Linked DNA regions of Callithrix jacchus: region 2 is linked to region 1. A link is a contact called in public Hi-C data. All regions are on one chromosome and are shown on one strand. Each heading gives the region's core, a stretch centred on a gene start, on an enhancer-like site or on the middle of the called end of the contact. The rest is flanking DNA. Distances are from core to core; before and after follow the strand shown.

What was found. Hi-C and Micro-C count contacts between places; a contact is called where the count stands out from the background.
Region 2: a contact with region 1 is called in a Hi-C map of skeletal muscle, with 2.7 times the contacts expected there. The contact joins the enhancer-like site here to the promoter of SMCO1 in region 1. A contact is called at or near these places in 3 of 3 Hi-C or Micro-C datasets (induced pluripotent stem cells and skeletal muscle).

What each region holds. Positions count from the first base shown.
Region 1 is chr15:25,590,738-25,597,550 of calJac240_pri, reverse strand. It overlaps SMCO1 (single-pass membrane protein with coiled-coil domains 1), which reads right to left and starts at 3,607. Exons shown (of 3, transcript XM_008981471.5): 1 at 3,406-3,607. The coding sequence starts at 3,479.
Region 2 is chr15:25,650,813-25,657,770 of calJac240_pri, reverse strand. No RefSeq gene overlaps it. Among named protein-coding and RNA genes, the nearest start is that of ACKR2, 7.4 kb to the left of the region's middle. Within about 2 kb of position 2,255, at least 6 of the 16 cell types and tissues checked have an H3K27ac peak or open chromatin away from gene starts, as enhancers often do. A contact at or near this core is called in skeletal muscle, where this site is marked.

The DNA.
Region 1 (6,813 bases), core at 2,358-4,857:
ATGAGGGCAGTGATGCGTAAACACACGTGCTAGTTCTCTGAGTTTTCATGTCCCTGGTGACCTGAATACCTTTGCGGTTGCCCAGCATTCTATTCTTGATCATCTTTTATTCCTGGTCCTGAATTTCTCCCAAGGCTAATTCACCTTCAGGTATTAGGTTTCATCTAAGCTTTAGACCTGTATTTTCTTTTCTCTTTTCCTTTTTTTTCTTTTAAGACAGAGTTTCACTGTATCTCCCAGGCTGGAGTGCAGTGGTGCGATCTCGGCTCACTGCAACCTCCATCTCCTGGGTTCGAGAAATTCTCTTGCCTCAGTCTCCTGAGTAGCTGGGATTACAGGTGCCCACCACCACACATGGCTGATTTTTGTATTTTTAATAGAGATGGGATTTCTCCATGTTGGCCAGTCTTGTCTCAAACTGCTGATCTCAGGTGATCCGCCTGCCTTGGCCTCCCAAAGTGCTGGGATTACAGGTGTGAGTCATAGTACCCGGCCTAGACCTGTATTTTCAACTATGTTTTGTGCATCTCCATCAAGACGGAGCTACTGAACCTCAACTCTCCTAAGCTTAACCTACTAATACCACCCCCATCTTCAGAAATGACTATGAAGGAATGTTGTCACTGCTTTACACATAGACAAGACTCACTATTAATTTTCACTTTGTAGGAATATAAGCCTGTGTGACCTGATATGCCAGCTATTTCTGTCTACAAGTCAAACCCATGTTATTTGAGCTGGGTGCAGTGGCTTACACCTATAATTCTAGCATTTTGGGAGTCTGAGGTGGGTGAATCACTTCAGTCCAGGAGTTTGAGACCAGCTTGGGCAACATAGTGAGACCTCATCTCTACAAAAAATTTAAAAATTAACCTAGTGTGGTGGTATGTGTACTTGTGGTCCCAGCTACTGGGGAGGCTGAGGTAAGAGAATTACTTGAGCCCAGGAGGTCAAGGCTGCAGTGAGCTGTGATCATGCCACTGCATTCAGCTTGGGCAACACAGTGAGACCCTGTGGAACAAAAAAAAAAAAAAGTCATCCAGGTGCAGTGGCTCATGCCTGTAATCACAGCACTTTGGGAGGCTGAGGTGGGTGGATCACAAGGTCAAGAGATCGAGACCGTCCCGGCCAACATGGTGAAACCCTGTCCTTACTAAAAATACAAAAATTAGCTAGGCATGGTGGCACGCGCCTGTAGTTGCAGCTACTCAGGCAGGAGAATCGCTTGAACCTGGGAGGCAGAGGTTGCAGTGAGCTGAGATCATGCCACTGCACTCCAGCCAGCAGGACTTCGTTAAAGAAAAAAAAGTCGTTTGGGATACCATTTGTATTAACTTCCAGACCTTTAAGAGTATATTGCTTATAGGTCATCTGTAGCTTGAACCTCAGAGATGAACTCTAGCTTGTCAATCAGTATAAAATTTTACAATTGCAGCAGTTCTTTGGAATCCTCTCACCAAAGGACAGTCCCTGGCCAGTCCAATTAAATCTAAACCAACATGCAAATCTGAATGCAGCCTGTTTTTTGTTTTGTTTTGTTTTACTACTACTTCCTTAGTTCCATTAATGACCTTACCATCTATCCAGCTGCTTGAACTAGAAATCTCAGAATAATTCTCAACTGTTTTCTCTTCCCCTTTTATGTCTCTCTAACCCATTCCTGCCTCTCCATCTCCACTAAATGAGTTTCTCATCATCTTTCACTAGGACCTAAGATTACAGTAGCCCAACTGGACCCCTGTTTTCAATTTCCAATCCATCCTCCAGACACATTCTTCTAAACCACAATTCTGATCCTGTAACTCAACTGATTATAAATGGTTTATGCCATCCTGACTTGCCCAGTGATATACTTAGAGCCAAACTGGATCTCCTCAGCAGGAAACACAAGGGCCTTTACCCTTTGCTCCTGTCTTCTGCCAGTCCCTCACCCATCCTAGTCATCAATTACAAGAGACATCTAGTTGCTACCTGAGTACATTATGCAATTCCAAGCTTACATATGGCTTATATGCACTGTTTCCTCAGCCTAGAATTCCTTCCCATATTTTTCTGCCTCATAAGTTCCTACTTGTACTTCAAGATCCAGCTTAAGCTGAGTGCAGTGGCTCACGCCTGTAATCCCAGCTTTGGGAGGCCGAGGCATGCAGATAACCTGAGGGTTTGAGACCAACCTGACTAATATGAAGAAACCCCATCTCTACTAAAAATACAAAAATTGGCCAGGTGGTGCATGCCTGTAATTCCAGCTACTCGGGAGAACTGATTGAATCTGGGAGGTGTAGGTTGCAGTGAGCCGAGATCACGCTATTGCATTCCAGCCTGGGCAACAAGAGCGAGACTCCATCTCAAAAAGAAAAAGATTCAGCTTAAATGACCCTATATGAAGAGTTCCTTTTTCTAGTGTCAAAGGCAAAATTGATTGATCCTCCCTTCGTGTTCCATAGCCCTTTAGGAGCATCACCATTGTAAGGTCAATCACATTCAATTGTAAATATCTTTGAAACTTTTCTCTTTCCTACAGGTTTTGAGCTCCTTGAGGGCAGAAACCATGTTTTACTTATGTTTGTAAATCTAAGATTTAGCACATGCATACATCAAATGGAGTTACAGCACCTGGGAGCAGACATTTCTTTATTATTAATTTATATAGATTTGGGCCTGGAAGACTTAAATCACTGTGATAGAGACATAATTCTTCTTTTTTTTTTTTTTTTTTTGAGACAAGTTTCCAAGTTTCACTCTTGCTGCCAGGCTGGAGTGCAATGGTGCAATTTTGGCTCACTGTAACCTCCGCCTCTCGGGTTCAAGTGAATCTCCTGCCTCAGCTTCCCCAGTAGCTGGGATTACAAGCATGCACCACCAAGCCTGGCTAATTTTATATTTTCAGTAGAGATGGGGTTTCTCCATGTTGGTCAGGCTGGTCTCAAACTCCTGACCTCAGGTGATCTGCCTGCCTCGGCCTCCCAAAGTACTGGGATTACAAGTGTGAGCCATTGAGCCTTGCTTTTTTTTTTTTTTTTTTTAGACGGAGTCTTGCTCTGTTACCAGGCTAGAGTGCAGTGACATGATCTTGGCTCACTGCAACCTCCACCTCCCGGGTTCAAGCGATTCTCCTGCCTCAGCCTCCCAAGTAGCTAGAACTACAGGTGCCCACTACCATACCCAGCTAATTTTAGTATTTTTAGTAGAGACAGGATTTTACCATGTTGGCCAGGATGGTCTCGATCTCTTGACCTTGTGGTCTGCCCAGTTCAGCCTCCCAAAGTGCTGGGATTACAGGCGCGAGCCACCGTGCCCAGCCATAGAGACAGAACTCTAATGAGAATTTCTGTAGTTCTTTGTTTATTTCTATTCTTCATTCTTCTCTTACCCATCTTCCCAGAATAGCAGACCCATGCTTACTCCCTTACTACACCCCTCAGCAACCTTTTCATTGCCTCCTTCAAGGATATCAGGGTTGTGGTTTCACTGTTCATCTTCTTAAGGCAAAAGGAAATAAAACAAAGCAAAACAAAAACGAATAAATGTTTGAATCCAAATTTTCTGCTGTCTTCCACTCAGCAACAGGCAGCGGTAGTATGAGTATTCAATCTACATTCTGCCTGAAAGGCCACTCAGTGCAAGAAGCTTTTAATAGCTTGCACATCCAAATATAGTTTCAAAGAACTGATCCTGTGAACACAGGTGTCCTGGAATGCACTATAACATTTGCCTTTGAAAACTGAACCATAGTACATCAACATAGAGCAACAACCATGTATAATTACGATTCTGTGTATATGCTGCTAAATATATATACAGATACATTAACGTAACATATACCCGGATTAAATTTGATGGAAATGTTACTCTCATATTTTAACAGCTTCATTATTTAATTGCAGCTTAAATTAGGTTTAAAGAGTACCCCAGATCTTTTATGATCATGGTGACAATATCAAAGCAAAAAACCTAACCGTCATTAGAAACTACTAAATACTTGTTACGGCTGGGCATGGTGGCTCACGCCTGTAATCCCAGTACTTTGGGAAGCCAAGGTGAGAGGACTGCTTGAGCCTAGGAGTTGAAGACCAGCCTGGGCAACAGAGAGAGACTCTGTCTCCACAAAAATTAGCCAGGGGTGGTGTGGTGTATACCTGTAGTCCCATCTACTCAAGAGGTGGTAATGGGAGGATTGCTTGAGCCCAGGAGTCAGAGGCTGCAGTGAGCTATGATCATGCTACTGCACTCCAGCCTGAGCAAAGGAATATACATACATACATATATATATGTATGGGGGGGGAGAATGAGCTTCTATATTCAATATTCAATATTCTTTTTTTTTTTTTTTGAGATGAACTCTCACTCTGTTGCCCAGGCTGGACTGCAGTGGGGCGATCTGGGCTCACTGAAACCTCTGCCTCCGGGTTTCAATATTCAATCTATACTACAATATAGTATTAGATTAGGAATTGAATATAAATATGGAAATAAAATAAGACTTCTGTTTTCTTTTTTAAATTTTTTTTTGAGACAGAGTCTTGCTCTATCACCCAGGCTGGAGTGCAATGGCATGATCTCTGCTCACTCTATTTTTAGTAGAGACAGGGTTTCACCATGTTGGCCAGGCTGGTCTCCAACTCCTGACCTCATGATCCGCCCACCTCAGCCTCCCAAAGTGCTGGGATTACAGACGTGACCACCGCACCTGGCCTAGGACTTCTGTTTTCATGAGATTTAAAATCTAATTGGGAAGAGAGAATATATCCTTAAATAGAAAATGTATATGGGATGTGTGCTAAGTAGATAGAGACCATAAAAATAATAGAAGATGACAGACTAAGTCACTGAACTCTTGGGTCATTGGGGAAATACTCCTACTGCCGATGATACTTGGCTTGGCCTCAAGGTCAGGGTCTTTGATTATCAGAGAAGAATGTGAAAGGTATTACAAACTGGAGAAATTGTGAGCAAAATCACAGAGGTGGCAAAGTAAATGATGTGTTCTGGAAACAATGCATGGTATGTTTTGAGCAAAAGATTCGTATAAGGAAAAGAAAACAACCAAAACATTTAAACTGGTAAGAGCCATGTCCTGTGTTTATTTATTCACCGAATAATTTATTCACTTATTCAATACTTACTGAATGTCACAAATATTAACGGAATGGATAAAATCTATGAATGAATGAGTAGCACTATTCCAGGCACTGGCAATATAGTGATAAGTAAGGTGAAATCCTTGTCTTCAAGGAGCCTACTAGCAGGGACACAGTACACAAGAATTACAAGAGAGGAATGCATCTAGCTAGCCTGGTAGGTGTTCTGACAGATGTGAACTGTTGGTTTTAAAAGATTAATCTAGGGCCGGGTGCAGTGGCTCACACCTGTAATTCCAGCACTTTGGGAGGCCGAGTCGGGCAAATCACTTGAGGTCAGGAATTCAAGACCAGCCTGGCCAACATGGCAAAACCCCATCTCTACTAAAAATATAAAAATTAGCCAGGCATGGTGGCACATACCTATAGTCCTGGCTACTTGGGAGGCTAAGGTAGGAGAATGGCTTGAACTCAGGAGGCCGAGGTTGCAGTGAGTTTAGATTGCGACTGCACCACTGCACTTCAGCCTGGGTGACACAGCGAGACTCCACCTCAAAAAAAGATAGATTAATCTAGCAGTGATATTGTAGTATAATGTGAAATATATTCCATCTTTTCCTCGTTTCAGTCAAAAAGCTCCTAAAACCCTTGGAAGTTCCTGAGTGATAGGAGGGTCTTTTGTTATTCATACTGAGCCTCTTGATCACACGTGAGTTTATGCTAATGAGGTGATTTAGGGTGGTACAACTAGAATAGCTTCCAGATGGGCTGGTCACTATAGGTTGGAACTGTCAGCTCCACCCACCAACTTCCAGGAAATGGAATGAGTGAACTGGAGATCAAGTTCCATAAAATCTCAGGCAGGGCACAGTGGCTTACACCTGTAATGCCAGCACTTTGGGAGGCCAAGATGGGTGGATCACAAGGTCAGGAGATCAAGACCATCTTGGCTAACACGGTGAAACCCTTTCTCTACTAAAAATACAAAAAATTAACCAGGTGTGGTGGTGGGTACCTGTAGTCCCAGCTGCTTGAGAGGCTTCGGCAGGAGAATTGCTTGAACCCGGGAGGTGGACGTTGCAGTGAGCTGAAATCACGCCCCTGCACTCCAGCCTGGGCAACAGAGTGACACTCTGTCTCAAAACAAATAAAACAAAAAACTCTTGGACAATGAGGCTTGATGAGCTTCTGGGTTGCTGGATACAAGGAAGTGTTGGTGGGGTGGTGTCACAGAGAGGATGTGGAAGCTCCACAGCACCCCACCTCCCCCTGCCCCCACCCTGGCATACCTTCCCCTATGCATCTCTAAAACTGGCTGTTCATCTGTATTCTTTTTTTTTTTTTTGAGATGGACTCTCACTCTGTTCCCCAGGCTAGAGTGCAGCGGGGCAATCTGGGCTCACTGAAATCTCTGCCTCCGGGTTTCAAGCAGTTCTTCTGCCTCAGCGCGCCGCCCCCGCCCCCCCCACCAACCCAGTTGCTGGGATTATAGGTGCACACCACCACTATTACAGGAGTTATTAAAAACTTATTTTAGGCAGCTAGAAAGGGTAAAAGGGTCCTCAGTAATGCTTTTTCTTTTTATAAAAAGCAGTTGCCCCAAACATTTCTTTTCTAACAGAAAGTGGCCTGGAAAAGCAGACCTGCAAGTATCGATATGCAAGCCACAGGCCTGCATGTGAAAATGCTGGTGACTAAGAGCCAAGTTCACCCAATATGGCAGTTCCTGCTA
Region 2 (6,958 bases), core at 1,006-3,505, 62 kb before region 1:
TTTCATACCAGTGGATCCCTTGGGCAGTCTGGCAAAGCCTTTGGACTCCTTCTCAGAATAATGTTTTTAAAACACAAAATAAAATACATTAAAAACCAATTATAGCTCAAAGCCGGAAATAATCCAGATGTCTTCCAGCGGGTAGTGGTTCGGTAGACCAGGTACTAAGTCTACCATGGAAGACCACTCAACAATAAAAAGAAACAAGCTGTTGATCTGCACACACGTGGATCCATCTCAAGGGGATTATGCTGAATGAAAACAAGCCAATATTGTAACCTCCCAAGGGGTTCAGCTTGCCCACTGCCTAGACAGAGCCAATTCATCAAGACAGGGGAATTGCAATTGAGAAAGGGTAATTCACACAAAACCAGCTGTGCGGGAGACCAGAGTTTTATTAATACTCAAATCAGTCTCCCTGAGCATTTAGCGAGCAGAGTTTTTAAGGAAAACTTAGTGGGGTGGGGAAGCCAGTGAGCCAGGAGTGCTAATTGATCAGGGATGAAATCATAGAAGTTGAAGCTGTCTTCTTGCACTGAGTCAGTTCCTCAGTCAACTCTCCTTGCACAAGATTAGAAGTGCCAGTTTATTTATCTGGATGGTGTCTGGTGAGGGTCCGCTTCCCATTTCATAGATGGTGCCTTCTCACTGTGAACTCACATGATGAAAGGGACAAGAGAGCTTTCTGGGGTCTCTTTCATAAGGGCATTAATCTCATTCATAGGGGCTCCAACCTCACGACCTAGTCACCTCCAAAAAGCCCCACCTCCAAAAATCATCACATTGGAAATTAGGTTTCAACATATAAATTTGGAGGTAGTGAAAACAATTATTCTGTCTATAATAGTGATGAGTATAAATTATGTTTCAAGATACCAGTGACAAGGTCCCAATAATATTACAAGCTGATATTACAGATCCCTAATCCAAAACTCCAAGATGCTCCAAAATCCAAAACTTTTTGAGGGCTAACGTGATGCCACAAGTGAAAAACTTCACACCTCACCTTATGTGATGGGTTGCAACCAAAATACAGTAAAAACTTTGTTTTACGCAAAAAATTCTTTTAACTATTGTTTAAAATTGCCTTTGGGTCATGTGTGTAAAGTGCATATGAAACACAAATGAATTTCATGTTTTTGTGTCCCAGCCCCAAAATATCTCATTATGCATATGCAGATATTCCAAAATCTGAAAAAATCCAAGATCCAAAACACTTCAGGTTCAAAACATTTTGAAGAGATATTCAACATGTTCTGTGTTTCATTGCCTTCATTCATAATTGAAAGAAAAGTTAATTTTGTGAGAGGTTAATGAAAATAAAAGTGGAAAATTTTTCCTGCCCAACTTCAAAAGTTTCCTGAATTAGATCATGGACTTCGAATTAAGAACCCTTGCCTTGCTTAAGACAGCAACTTTCTCTCCTCTATTACACGGCTGCGATAGTCATAAAGCAAAAAGTAGCAGCGGAAGCATCTGTGGAAGGGGCCGTGGTCACATTGCCTTGTTAAGGGTGTGACCAGAGGTTCCCTAGGAGTTAAGGCAGAACTTCATATTTTAAAATGTCAATCAGAGGCCGAGGTGGGTGGATCATCTGAGATGAGGAGTTCAAGACCAGCTTGGCCAACATGATGAAACCCCATCTCTAATAAAAATACAAAAAAATTAGCCAGGTATGGTGCCATGAGCCTGTAGTTTCACCTACTCAGGAGGGTGAGGAATTGCTTGAGCCCAGGAGGCAGAGGTTGCAGTGAGCAGAGATCACGCCGCTGCACCAGCCTGGGCGACAGAATGAGACTCTGTCTCAATCAATCAATCAATCAATCAGTCAATGTTAATTGGTGTTTCCTCACCATTCACTTTTCTTCTACTCAAACAGTGAGACTCAGGGAGGGTCTTTGAATTTTTTCTTGGTTTTTGATTACAGGAGTTTGAGGCAATTAAGGTTCCGTTTCTATTCTATACCAAACTAAACAAGTATTCCCCAGGCTAAGAAGATGAGAGGCAGGAAGGAAGCAGGTCAGTCTAAACATTAGAGGGACCCTGTGCCCTGCCTTATGGCCACAGTCCTGGTGTTTGTGGGACCCAGAGGGACACAGGGACATGGCACATGGGGAGTCCAAGGTGAACAGGTCCACAGGTAGACCCATCCCAATCCCTAGCCTGAAGCAACCAAAGGAAAGTGCTCAATGAGCTGCCAGGCCTGAAGGTGCTAGTGGACCACAGTAGTGTGGACATACAGGCTGGTGTCCATCAGGGAGGCAGCATGCTGACATCTCAGTGGAGGCCTATGTGGACAGAGGCCACCAAGAGCCAGGTGGTGCCATGCTCTCCTGTACCTGGGCACTAACCAGTTTCCTGGAACTGATGCAATTCAATTCCCAGTGATGGCAATTTAGTGTCCACATCCTGTAGAATGTGGTCTCAAAATAGAAAATAGCTTGTTCTAGAAAAATACAGTCATATTTTCTCATCTACTTGAGTCTGTGGCCAGAGGTGCTCACTGGAGTCACCTTCAGAATCCCCTGGCAGAGCGCCTGGAGCAGGCACCATCTGTGGCCCTCGTCTATCAGAGCTTCCACCTGCTGGGTGTATGCTGGCTGACTTCCAGCTGTTCGTACCCACACTGCTCTGTCTGTGGCCTTGCTCTGACCAATAACAAAGCCTGTTGTGCCTCTGCCTGCCAGTGCGGCATGCCAGAAATTCCAGGACATAATGTTCCCTGCCCCCCACCAAGAACCCCCAACCAATGACCGAAATGCCCCACCTCGCTTACCCTTGGGTGGAATAACCCCAAGGCGTGTGCACAGCGCTGTCTCCCTGCGTTTCTCCCAGAGGATTAAGTCCAACCACCCACATGGGAAGCCGGTTTGCTAACACACTTTACTGGCTGCCTTCCTTCCTCTGCCTCACCTCCTCCTCACTCTCCTGCTCAAGTCTCCAACTCCCAGATAAACCATTAGTGGAACCATATGACACTGCCAATATTTGAGCTTTTTGACCTATAAAATTGGCAATTTCATATAGCTCAACCTAAAATTTACACTCAAATCTTTGTCTCAGAGTCTGCTCCAGGACTACTTCCCCTTCAACGCTTATCTTCTGCTCTATCCAAAGCATGTCCCAAGTCACCCCCCAGCCACCCCTAGAAAGAGTCAATGGAAAGAAACTGCTGAGCAAAATTCCAGGAGCGGAACCTGTGGGATGACAGAGGGCCGCTAGGCCTCCTCTTGTTTCACAGCGCCACGCCCGGAGAGGTGGGGGTGGGACAACACGGAGGCGGCTCCGGGAATGAATGCGTGACCCATCCACATCATACATCATAGTGGGAAACGCGGTGACAAAATGAGGAAGTCGTGAGAGGTAAGGAAACGCTGTAACTGGAAAAGTGACGGAATGTTCGGAGGCAGAAGCTCCGGGTGTGCGCTTGGAAGCTGGAAAACGGAACGGGGGTGGCTAAGAAAAAGCCCAGAGGCCTGATCCTAGTCCCCCTCCTAAAGAATGCAATTCCCTGTAAACGGAGAGTTCTGGGCATATAAACAGGTTTAGGAACACTTTGGCTAAATCAGCGTCTCAGGCATAAACACAGCACTTTACCATCTCAGGCGCCCAACAAAAATTATTCTGTTTCTGTGGCTCACAGAATATGGAGACCATCCTTCTAGACAGCAGGGGAGGGGGAGAATTTGGATGAGAATCCAGTCCCGTTACCATCTAAGCAGATTTTTTTGCCTGTATTCCACAATAAGAAATGCGTTTTACTTGGCAGTCTATTGTACCCATACACACACATACATACACCTGAAAAAATAGGTTAAACAAAATATTACCCTAACTACTACCAATGTACTTGGATATTTTCTTTCTGTTTCATAGTTTTTAAAAGCCGAACATGAGCCAAGCATGGTGACTCATGCCTGTAATCCCAGCACTTTGGGAGGCTGAAGTGGGGGGATCACTTGAGGTCAGGAGTTCGAGACCAGCCTGGCCAACATGGTGAAACCCCATCTCTACTAAAAAATTAGCCAAGCACAGTCACAGGCACCTGTAATCCCTGCTACTCGGGAAGCTGAGGCAGGAGAATCACTTGAGCCCAGGAGGCGAAGGTTGCAGTGAGCTGTGATTGCGCCACTGCACTCCAGCCTGGGTGACAGAGAAAGACTCCATCTCAAAAAATAAAAATAATAAAAAAATAAGTAAAAGCTGGACATGGCTCATTAACTGATTTTTTTTTTTCTTTTTGAGACAGAGTCTCACTCTGTCACCCAGGCTGGAGTGCAGTGGCACAATCACAGCTCACTGCAACCTTCACCTCCCGGGCTCAAGTGATTCTCCTGCCTCAGCTTCTCGAGTAGTAGGGATCTCAGCTCACTGCAACCTTCATCTCCCAGGTTTGAGCAATTCTTATGCCTCAGCCTCCCAAATAGCTTGGATTACAGGCATGCTACCACCACACCTGGCTAATTTTTGGTAGAGATGGGGTCTTTACCAAAAGGTGGCCTTGAACTCCTGATCTCAAATGATGCCCCCACCTTGGCCTCCCAAAGTACTGGGATTACAGGTGTGAGCCACCGTGTAATTAATTGATTTCATAACCTGCTCCTGGGTGGTGACCTGCGATTCCAAATATTGATTTTGATATATTCAGAAATGAAAGGGAGTGGACAGAATTTCTGGGCTTTTCTCAAACACTGTGTATTTGCTATCAGCCTCTGTCCCATTCAGGGGTTCAGGAATTGCTGGGCTCAGCCAGAGAAACTTCTAAAATACCATGAGGTGAAGAGAGTTCTGATCTCCTAATCCAGTGATTCAAATAAGGCATTGCTGCCCCTTCACATTTTCTGCCACGTCTGTCTACCACCTACACTATGTATGAGTGTATGAATATCTTCTCTAAACCAACTCACTGCTCTTTAAAACTTAAATACTTACCCTAGCCCTGTTTTATGGAATATTATCAGTAAAAGCACATATTTAATGTTATTTCCCAAGGCAAAATAATAAAAACATAACTCGAAAGATAAAACATGCTTGTCCATTCCACCTTAACTCATCAGACCAGTGGCTCTCCCTGCCCAATTCCTTTCATAGAAAACCATCCAGTCTGCTGTCCCTAATGCCTAGAAAGGCCTCAACTTCTGTCCACCTCTTCAGTGACAATCAGCCCCATCACTGTGGCCAGCAGCACTTAAACTCACCAACCCTATGAAGTGTTAGGGTCATTTTCATTTTACAAATGAGGAACTGAGGCACAGAGAGATCAGGGAGACCTGTCCAAAATCCCACAGCTAGGAAGTGACGGAGCCAGGATTTGAACCCAGGCTGTCTGATGACAGAGCCTGTGTGCCTAACTGCTAGGTGCTCCTGCCCCCTTCTGAAGCTGCCCATCCCAGTCCCAACCCTAGTATCGCCCCTTAGAGGACACCTTCCTGGACTACCTGGCCCAGAGGATCACTCTTTATATGTTCCCAAAGCATTCACTTCTTGTCTGCTTGATTCACTTGGAGGTAAATCATAACCTGTGGAGACATTGCCTCTACTAGGCTGGATCCTTCCTGAAGGCAAAGCGGCATCTCATTCCTGTGTATATTTCTGGGTCCAACAGCCCATCTGTGTGGCCTTTTGTGTTTGCTGGACACTGTGATCTGCCTTGTGGTTTAACACACACTCAGCACTCTGCTAGTTATCAGATCACAGGCAGGATTCCAGCAAAGCCCTGGGAATAGTTGGGGGTAAAGGGAGATGAGTGAGAAGCAACGGTTAAAGGAGTCTTAATCTGAGGTCCATGGTTCCCCAAAGACCCATACCTGGTATGCAAGAGATCTGAGCTTATATGAGAACAAGATTACATCCTTATTTTCACTAACTTCTGGTGGAGATTCAGCATTTCCTTTCATCGGAATGTGACCCATGACTTTGTCACCAGTAAAATCCCTGATAGTTTCATTTGACATCGCCATCAGAACAGACATCTAAAAATATTTACGCTCATTACTTGCTGGAAATTCTGGTTGTTTTCAGACCCACTGCTAGATCTTGTATTTAAGGCATTAATAATAATCCACATAAATAGCACCCACTATACTATAATTTTTTTTTACAAACTTGGTAACTATTTCAATAAGATTGACATTCTTAGAAACTTCAGTAGAATTGATAATCATATGTATTTTATTTTATGCATTTTAAAACATGTTTTTGTTTTGTTTTGTTTTGTCTGAGATGGAGTTTCGCTCTGTCACCCAGGCTGGAATTCAGTGGTGAAATCTTGGCTTGCTGCAACCTCTGCCTCCCGGATTCAAGCCATTCTCCTGCCTCAGCCTCCCGAGTAGTCCCAGATATGGAATATTATCAGTAAAAGCACACATTTAATGTTATTTCCCATGAGAATTTTTTGTATTTTTAATAGAGATGGGGTTTCACCATGTTAACCAGGATGGTCTTGATCTCCTGACCTTGTGATCCGCCTGCCTTGCCCTCCCTGTAATCCTGTGCTGGGATTACAGGCGTGAGCCACCTCGCCTGGCCTAAAAGATGATTCTGAGAGGGGCTCCATGGGCTTCACCAGACTGTTGGGGAAGTGGGGGAGGGCCATGGCACAAAAACGGTTAAGACACTCTCCATAGAGAATCATAATTTAGAAATGGGTTTTGCAGCCAGATGGACTGGAGTTCAAACCTTATTTTTGCCACTTACAAGCCAAGTTGCCCGGGCCTCGTTTCTCTCACCTGAAAAATGGGGATTACTACCTACCTTATGAGATTAGCATTTAGCACCTGAGTAAAAGTGATTTCCTAACTCAGCTGGACTTCCTGGTGAGGCAGACAGTGCCTGACCCTCAGCTGGGATAGGGTCCCCCTTTCTCTCTGCTTCCTATCCTTCCCACTAGAGAAGTCACATGTGTCTCTCAGCCTGGCGGAACCCAGCTCTCTGTAGCAGGACAGAAAGGCTGACCTCA